Regions from separate parts of the Hordeum vulgare genome. Here region 1 is linked to region 2. Evidence: chromatin contacts called from public Hi-C data. All regions are on one chromosome and are shown on one strand. Each heading gives the region's core, a stretch centred on a gene start, on an enhancer-like site or on the middle of the called end of the contact. The rest is flanking DNA. Distances are from core to core; before and after follow the strand shown. Region 1 holds the start of LOC123449495 (early nodulin-75-like). Region 2 holds the start of LOC123449493 (probable serine/threonine-protein kinase PBL16).

What was found. A called contact is a pair of places that touch in the nucleus more often than the background predicts.
Region 1: a contact with region 2 is called in a Hi-C map of leaf, with 3 times the contacts expected there. The contact joins the promoter of LOC123449495 here to the promoter of LOC123449493 in region 2. A contact is called at or near these places in 4 of 6 Hi-C or Micro-C datasets (leaf and seedling).

What each region holds. Positions count from the first base shown.
Region 1 is chr4H:556,888,666-556,892,966 of MorexV3_pseudomolecules_assembly, forward strand. LOC123449495 (early nodulin-75-like) reads left to right here and starts at 2,817. Exons shown (of 3, transcript XM_045126736.1): 1 at 2,817-3,597. The coding sequence starts at 2,882.
Region 2 is chr4H:556,708,448-556,712,518 of MorexV3_pseudomolecules_assembly, forward strand. It overlaps LOC123449493 (probable serine/threonine-protein kinase PBL16), which reads left to right and starts at 2,396. Exons shown (of 6, transcript XM_045126735.1): 1 at 2,396-2,983; 2 at 3,405-3,730; 3 at 3,829-3,964. The coding sequence starts at 2,917.

The DNA of each region.
Region 1 (4,301 bases), core at 1,567-4,066, 180 kb after region 2:
AGTGAGTTGGTCTACCAAATCAACCTTCGACATAGAACACCACCGGTCCACTTTCTTGACTCTTCCTATATTTGTGCTATGCATTGTACCCTCATATTCCATTCGTTACCGTGCTGCTACATTAGTTTCATGTCTCTTGTCTAGATATGTGTTGGTGATTTCTTTTTGTATCTTCTCGGGCGAAGATTATATCCTCCAGTCTACTTATTGCTATATCATGTTAGTAGTTGTTCTGTGTTGCTGTGTTACCATCATATATGTGAAGGCCGTCAACCACTACACGAAGGTTATTATCAATCGATTCCTCGAGAACTTTTCTCAATATCCCATTTAAGTTTATCTTCACTAGTGCTAAGTCTAGTTTCTTCGTTTGTGATTTAATCCCTCTTTTATCTCTGTTGTTGTGTTAAGGGTTATACCAAGTTTCGAAAGAAAATTTTGAATCTCCCATCAACCTCCCTTTGCTCGATTTACTCATCGTCCCTTACAACTGGTATCATAGCGAGGTACTCACTCTATCTATTTATTAATGTCTAACAACCTTGCAGTTTGAGTATGCCGCACACAGGTAGATCCAGGCACTCTGAAGAAATTCCCATTTTTGATGGCCAACCCTTAAGTCAACTGAGGCCCTTCTTTCGCTGCAAGAAAGACATTTTTCCGATAAAACCCCCCTCAAAATTTCGCCCCGATCGGAATTACGGATCTCCGAATATTTAAGAAATGGTGAAGGGCCAGAAAACAATAACAAAAACATGAGAGAAACAAAGAGAGATTCAATCTCAGAGGGGCTCTTGCCCCTCCGGGAGCCATGGCGGCCAAGAACTAGAGGGAGAACCTCTCCCTAGATGGGGAGAGGCCATGGAGGAGGAAGCCTAAGGGGAGACTCTCCCCCCTCTCTTCCAGCGGCGCCGGAGTGCCGTCGGGGGAGCCATCGCCGCGGTGATCGTGTTAGTCAACATCACTGTCTTCATCACCTTCTCCATCTCTTTTCAGCGGTCCACTCTCCCGCATCCCGCTGTAATCCCCTACTTGAACATGGTGTTTCATGCCACAATTATTAACCAATGATGTGTTGCCATCATATGATGTTTGAGTACATCTATGTTGTCCTTTGAGTTGATTGATGATCTTGATTGGTTTGAGTGTATGTTCTATTTTGGCGTTATCCTAAGGTGCCTTCAGAGAGGCACACACATGAAGGATTCACGTTGGATGGTGTTGCAATATGTTCATGATTCGTTTATAGCGGGTGGCTAGAGTGAGAGAAGCTTACACCCGAGTAAGGGGGTTGTTTACGTATGGGAGTAAATGGGACTTGATGTTTAATGCTATGGTTGGGTTTACCTTAATGGTTTATAGTAGTTGCAGATGCTTGCTAGAGATCCAATCATAAGTTTACAAAAAGTATGTTAGCTCATGCCTCTTCCTCATATAAAATTGCAAGAATGATTACCGATCTTGTTATCAATTGCCTAGGATGATTTCGCACACCATACCATAATTATTGCACCCTCCCCATTTATTCTAACTCTATTTAGTGTAGCAACTATTTTCATATTTTAGTTCTCCAATATCATGCATAGCTATCCTCTCCATACCCACAACACAATTTATTTTTCGTTACTAGATAGAAGCAAACATTCGATGTATGTAGAGTTGCATCGGTGACAGATAGGACTTGAGAAAATATTGATCTTACCATTAGCTCCTTGTAGATTCGACACTCCATACTTACCACTTTTCATATTTGAAAAGTGCTACGATGATTCCTTGCACCTGGGGATTATCAGTCGCCGTGCTTTTGTCACCGTCAAGTGGTTGCAGCTTCCTTGTCTGACGTTTACAGCTTCCTTGATGGACAGTTCCAACATTACCGGTGGTGACCGCTGCAACTCCGGGAAGCAGCGTCGTCGGTGCTACGTCGGACTGGTTCCAACATCGATCTTGCTTCGTCGGTCCACAGTTGCATCATACCAGAAATTAAGAGGCCGCCCCTTGCAGCTCGATGGACAACGACTGCAACATCCCACCCACAGGGGTCGCCTTGCAGCTCCACCTCACCGTCATTGCAGCTCCGTTGGACTGCGAATCCAGCTCTTGTGCCGATGGTTGCATCTCTTGCCTGGTTGCAGCACGCCATGCCGACGGTCGTGTCGTCCATCGTCACCGATGCAGCAAAATTGGTCACCGATAGTAGCAAAACCAACAACGGTTGTAGCAAAAAATCATCGTCATCGTCTAGTCGTGATCGTTTGTAGGAAAAACCGATGCAAGTTGTAGCACTGAGGCTCATTGGTTGTAGCAAAAAATCGTGATGGTTGTAACCTATGCGTCCGTCAGTTCCAACAAGTTTGCGAGCCCCGAGTGCCGCCCAATTCCGATTCCAACTCCGGTTCCAACCATGCCCAAACACAACAAGGCTCGTCGGTTGTAGCTCGTGACATGGTGGTTGCAGCTCGAGGCATGGCCGTTTGCAGCTTCGGTGTGGCCGACCATGACGGCGCCCGTGCTCATCGCAGTTGCCGCCGACCGCCCTCGCTCGTGACCCCCGATCGCCTGCGCTCGCCGACCATCCGCATGAAGGAACTGGGCTGCGTCAAAAAGGCTGTTGTGGGGTCCCACGCGCCAGCACCTTGCGTGAAGAAAGTAGGTCATGCCAGGAAGTGACCGTCCGAAAGATTCGGCAGGCCTGCCGGTGCGAAAGGTTTTCCTAAAATGATTCTTCTAGCCTAAAAAGGAAGGTAAAAAGGATTCTGAAAAATGGGTAAAAAAGGAAAATAAAAAGAGAGACCTAATCCTCCCCCCTCCGATCCCTCCGCCACCGCCAAGCGAATCCCATCCCCCAAATTCCAAATTCCGCCGCGATCCCTAGCGAGCGATGAAGAAACCTAACCCTCCCCCCTCCAAGCCCTCCTCCGCCGCCAAGCCCTCCGCCGGCATGGCGCCGCGCAAGTCACGCTGGGGCCCGCCGCCCGCCGGCTCCGCCTCCGGCCCCGCCGGAGACAAGGCCGCGTCCACCTCCCGCCGCACCCCGAGCCCCAACCGTGCCTCCAACGCCAGGCGGCACCCCGCTCCTCCCGCCTCCGCGCCGCAACCCCGCAACCCCGCGTCCCCGGTGGCCGCCGCCCGCCCGCCGCCGCACCAGCAGCCGCGGGTGGAGACGCCTCCCCCGCCGCCCTACGGCTTCAACAACCTCGACCGCCGCACCGTGCACCTGGCCGACGGCACCGTGCGCACCTACTTCGCCCTGCCCCCCGACTACCCGTTCGAGCCCGCCCCCTTTCCCCAGCTCCCGCACTTCCCGCGTGCCGGACCCGAGGCCTGGCCGCCGCACCAGCCACCGCCGCAGCAGCAGTTCCCGCCGCACGACAAGCGCAGGCACCCCGCCGACCCCGAGGAGGGCTTCTCCAGGCACCCGAAGCAGCCCCGGTTCGAGCCGCCGCCGCATCAACCGTCGCAGATGCAGCAGCCCCCGGTCGACCCGCAAGCGCTTAGGAAGGCGTTCCTCAAGTACTCCAAGATGCTCAATGAGAATCCCGCCCAGAAGCGGAGCTACCTTGAAGGCGGACTCGTCCAATGTCTCCCCTGCGGCAGGTTTGGTGATCCCGCCTTGCTTGTCACTTCCTTACTAGGAAGCATTCTTGTACATATTGTACTCAGTTTTTTGTGCTGGCTTCTTTCCATTGTGGAGCTTGCTCTTACGTTTTGACTTCATATGACTTTGCTATGTCTTCCTCACCGTCGTAAACCAATACTGATAATATCATGTGCATGTCTAGCTGGAGAGACACACATTGCACCCTAGGTTTTATGCCCCTCAATCAACATAGATTCTACATGTGGTCTGTGCGATAAGTCTGTTCATTCCTCTAGATCTCGTGTTACTTGGCACAAGTAGGAGTAGTTTCAGGTGAATTGTAGCTATGCTATTGCTTCATTTCATCTGATACAGGCATGGAATTGAACTGCACTCGATGGAGTACCTTGATAGATTTTCTGCTCTCTGCTACTAGGTGCTGTGCCTTTATGGTTCCTGAAATTAGTTTCCGTTATTGATTTTTTATTTCTTCAGGTGAGAGCAGCTGTATCATCATATTCTATCAGGCCCTTTATTTGTTTCTGTGAGCTTGCCTCTGTGGCTAACACATATCATATGTGCTTCATGCTGTCTCTTTTCCGCCCACTGAAGCTCCGAGCAAAGTGATATTTTACTTTCGTGATCAGAGAGAACCGTGAGGCTTTCTTTTCTAATTTGGCATATAATATTAGACCTAATACTGTTGTTATTTGAAATTTAT
Region 2 (4,071 bases), core at 1,146-3,645:
GCTGTCAAATCTAAATCTTCCCCTGGCTTCTGGTGAGGGAACGAATCGTGACAAGAGAGCTGCTACTAAGAGAATGAATTGGTAATGACCAAATGCATCTCCTTGTCAAGGAGTTGCATGCTAGGATTTACCTGCATGAACTCCTGAACCTTCATCAGGCAAAGGAAACTAAGGAGCCTTTCGCAAACTGATTTCCCCAACCTCTGTTAGACTGCCACACAGAAGTTACAGTGATCACCTGCAATATCTTGACGAACCCGCACAACTAGGTCTTCTTAGGAGAGGCTGGTAAGTCCATATACATCTTAAAAACTGTTCAACTGAACTCAGCCTTAGGACCTGTCAGGTGTGCCAGCAAAATCCATTTTGTATTTTGCAAGAATGGATATGCACGGCGCTTTTGAAGTCAGGCTTACCTACTACTCCCTCCGTTCCTAAATACTTGTAGTTGGGAAGAACTAGACTAGTTCTCCCTAAGTACAAGTATTTAGGTACAGAGGGAGTAGATTAAAGGATGATGTTGCAAAATACATTTTGTATATTGAAGAATGGATATGCACGGAGCTTCATTTCACCTGTAAAGCTGAGGATATCCTCAGTACCATTTGGTTTCCTACAAATGCTAGATTTGGTTTCTTTCCTAAGCTTCTTGTAAGAACTATAACATTGCAATAAGGCGGCTGTGTGCATAGGCCAGGGATACCCTCTTTTCGACAGAAAAAATAGATTTAACTCCAAAAGACTTACTAAAAACCTATACAGGCAATTGGGGATGAAAAATGGAATGAGAATATTACGAGTTCTTCTATATGTCAAAAGAAAATCATTTTGCATAGAATATGAATGAAGTTGACCAGTTTTTCTTTCAAAAAGTACTAAAATGTACTCCCTCCGTCCCAAAATAAGTGTCTCAACTTTGTACTAGCTCTAATACAAAGTTGTATTAAGCTTGAGACAGTTACAGTTATTTTGGGACGGAGGGAGTATTTGGTTACTAACACTGTGCGTCAGTAACTGTAAAACCAAGTACTCCCTCCGTCCTAAAATTCTTGTCTTAAATTTGTTTAGATATGAATGTATCTAGTCAAGTTTTAGTATTTAGATACATTCATTTTTAAATAAATCTAAGACAAGAATTTTGAGACGGAGGAAGTAATATATACAGTAGGTTGCAATCAGCACCACAGTAAAATACAGTACCCCCTAGAAGGCTAGAACTAACACTAGACTACTAGGAAGCTGGACAGGTTGTTGAATTCCCAGATAACAAGTTAACAAGCACTTCTTTGCAAGCAGCATCGTAGAAGAATCTAGGCAATGATCTTTGTTGGTGCCACCAACAAATTAGGTCACCACTTTCTAGATTAGACAACTAAGGAAGACCAAGTGGAGCCCATTTCCGTTAGAATGCAAGTGTGAAGGCGAGATTGCAACTAAAGTCTTACGGCACTTAAGCTAACCATGCTAACGTAAAAGCTAAGTCCTTAGTTTTTTTTCCCTCGAGCATCTGTATTAAATTCTTAAGAATATTCTACTGGAACAGACACAACATGGGCAGGGCAACCGAAGTGTAGCATACCTACCGCCAAAAGTCTCACAGGCGTTCGGTCGAACACCTGGTGGGCGCATGGAGGTCCTTGTCGAGCGGAGAGGCCACTACAATCCAGCGAGTTCCGGTTATCCAATCATGCCGGCACAACTGTCCCCTCGACCAGCGGGGTGCTGTTTTCATCCCACGGAAACAAGAAATGCACATCGTGCCGCTGAACCCCAGGACCTGAGCTGAGCATGGCGACACCTTCACTGACCCCAAATTGAGAATAGAGATCAGCCTGACCTGAGCATGGCGATTGGCCGGGCAATCAGGGAGAGGATACAGATGGCGACACACCATAAAATCCACTTACACAAAAGGGGGATTCTGTGTTTGACCTTGTAAGACGAGGGTTGAGGAGGAGGAAGATATGTCAGTTGGATGCTGGACTTGGAAGCCTGCCACTGGTCCAGGTATCTGATATCTGATATCTCCCACCACCAACAAGGGCAAAAAAAGCGACGCCTCCGAAGCTCCCACCGCCGCAACGGGAGGAGACGAGGGAAGCCGCCGGCGATAGCAAGACCGCGGGCGCCGCGACGCGGACTTGCCCTGCCCCGAAGGCCAATGATCACATCACGGTGGAAAGGTAGCCAATGGGAGAAAAAAAAATGGGGCTTTCCACTCCACCAAGAAACCCGCCATCATTCGGTTCCACCGCCATCAGAGAGAAAGCAGTCTGGGAGGGAGAGGAGTGAGCGCAACGCAACTGATCGTGATCGAGGTCAAAGACGGGCGGACAGACACACGGACAGAAGACGATGGAATCCAGCCACCACTACACTCCAACTCGAGTGCGCCCCCGCTCTGCCGCTGCGTTTTCCCACCACACTTTTTTCCTTCCCTCCGACGCATCGAAAACCCCACGGAAATATGACGTGAAGGAGGAGGACGGGATAAATTCAGGGGAGGGGAGGGGAATTCTCCCATGCCCCTTCTTCAAAGAGACGCCTTTGGTGTAAAGGATGATGCATGAAAGCGAAACCGCCTCTGCCTGCCTGCCTGCCTGCCAGAATTGAACTGCTCAGCAGTATCTTTCTTCTTCTTCTTCTTTTTATTTCATTTTGATTGAAAGGCGTGATAAATAAATAGAGACAGGGACGCGCTCCACTTGTTGAGGCGATCCTTCCTCTGAGGTTCCTCATTCTGCGTAGCTTTCAGGGGGTAGATAGATATCTGTACCTTCTCTCCCCCCGTGCCTCTTCTTTGTCTGGCCTGGTTTCGGAAGAGGAAAATAAGGTTTCTTGTTCTTGGTGAGACAGAGAGAGAGAGAGAGAGAGGGACAGAGGCTGAGTCTGCTCCTTTGGAATTTTTGTGTTGTCATGGGCAACTGCTGGTTTAAAGGGAGTCCGTACTTCAACAGGGTTTCTTCCAACGCAACAAAGTCAGGTACTACTCATGTTCTCTCCTTCCTGGTATGCATGGCTTGTGTTACTAGGCAGTGCAATACTTTGTTTCTTTGATTGGGGCCTTGACCTTTCCCCTTTGTTTCTTTGATCCCCCAATACTGTTAGCTTTCTAGGTATATGCCGATTCTTTACCTTTTAACAATTCGATGGCTTCTTCGGGAATTAAATTCTCAATCCGAAAGCGCATGCCTTCATGCTGTTGTGGCTATTCCAATAGCCTGATCCAGTCCGTTCATCATGTATTTCTCTAACTTGTTTTCATCCAACCAAATTAGTAGTAATATGAACTTCGATGATCTGTGGAAAGTATTCTGAACCATTTGCAAGTTGTTTTTGGAACTTATGATTTTCCATTTGCAATCTTGTGACATACTACCTGACATGACTTTCCCTTTTATCAGTTGCAGAATCTCCAAAATTGCAGAGCCCGTCGGAGAGAATCGAGAAGGACGACAGCCTGCTGCCGTCCAACCCGCGTGAGGTGGAGGCGCTGCGCAATGATTCGGCTCGCAAGAACCCTCTGATAGCATTCACGTTCGAGGAGCTCAAGAGGATCACCAAGAACTTCAGGCAGGACTCGGTGCTAGGGGTTGGTGGCTTTGGCAGGGTCTACAAAGGGTGCGTCGCCAATGACCTTCGCGAAGGGTTGGCGATCGAGGAGCCGCTGCGAGTTGCGGTCAAGGTCCATGATGGAGACAACAGCTTCCAGGGCCACAGGGAGTGGCTGGTGATTACCGTTTCTCAGTGATACATGTATTTTGGGTATGCTCTGGTTTACTGTTTGTTGCATATGAAGTTGTTGTTCTTTTGTGTGTATGTTTTCAGGCTGAGGTCATTTTCCTTGGGCAGCTCTCGCACCCAAATCTTGTGAAGTTGGTCGGTTATTGTTGCGAAGACGATCACCGGGTACTCGTTTACGAGTTGATGCCCCTAGGGAGTGTGGAATCGCATCTGTTTTCGAGTAAGGCACCTATTGTTTCTTGATTTGCTAAAAATTATCTCTTGATTATGACGCCAACCGGTTTCGTTCACATGAACTATTTTATCATTCAATTGTGCAGATTTGGA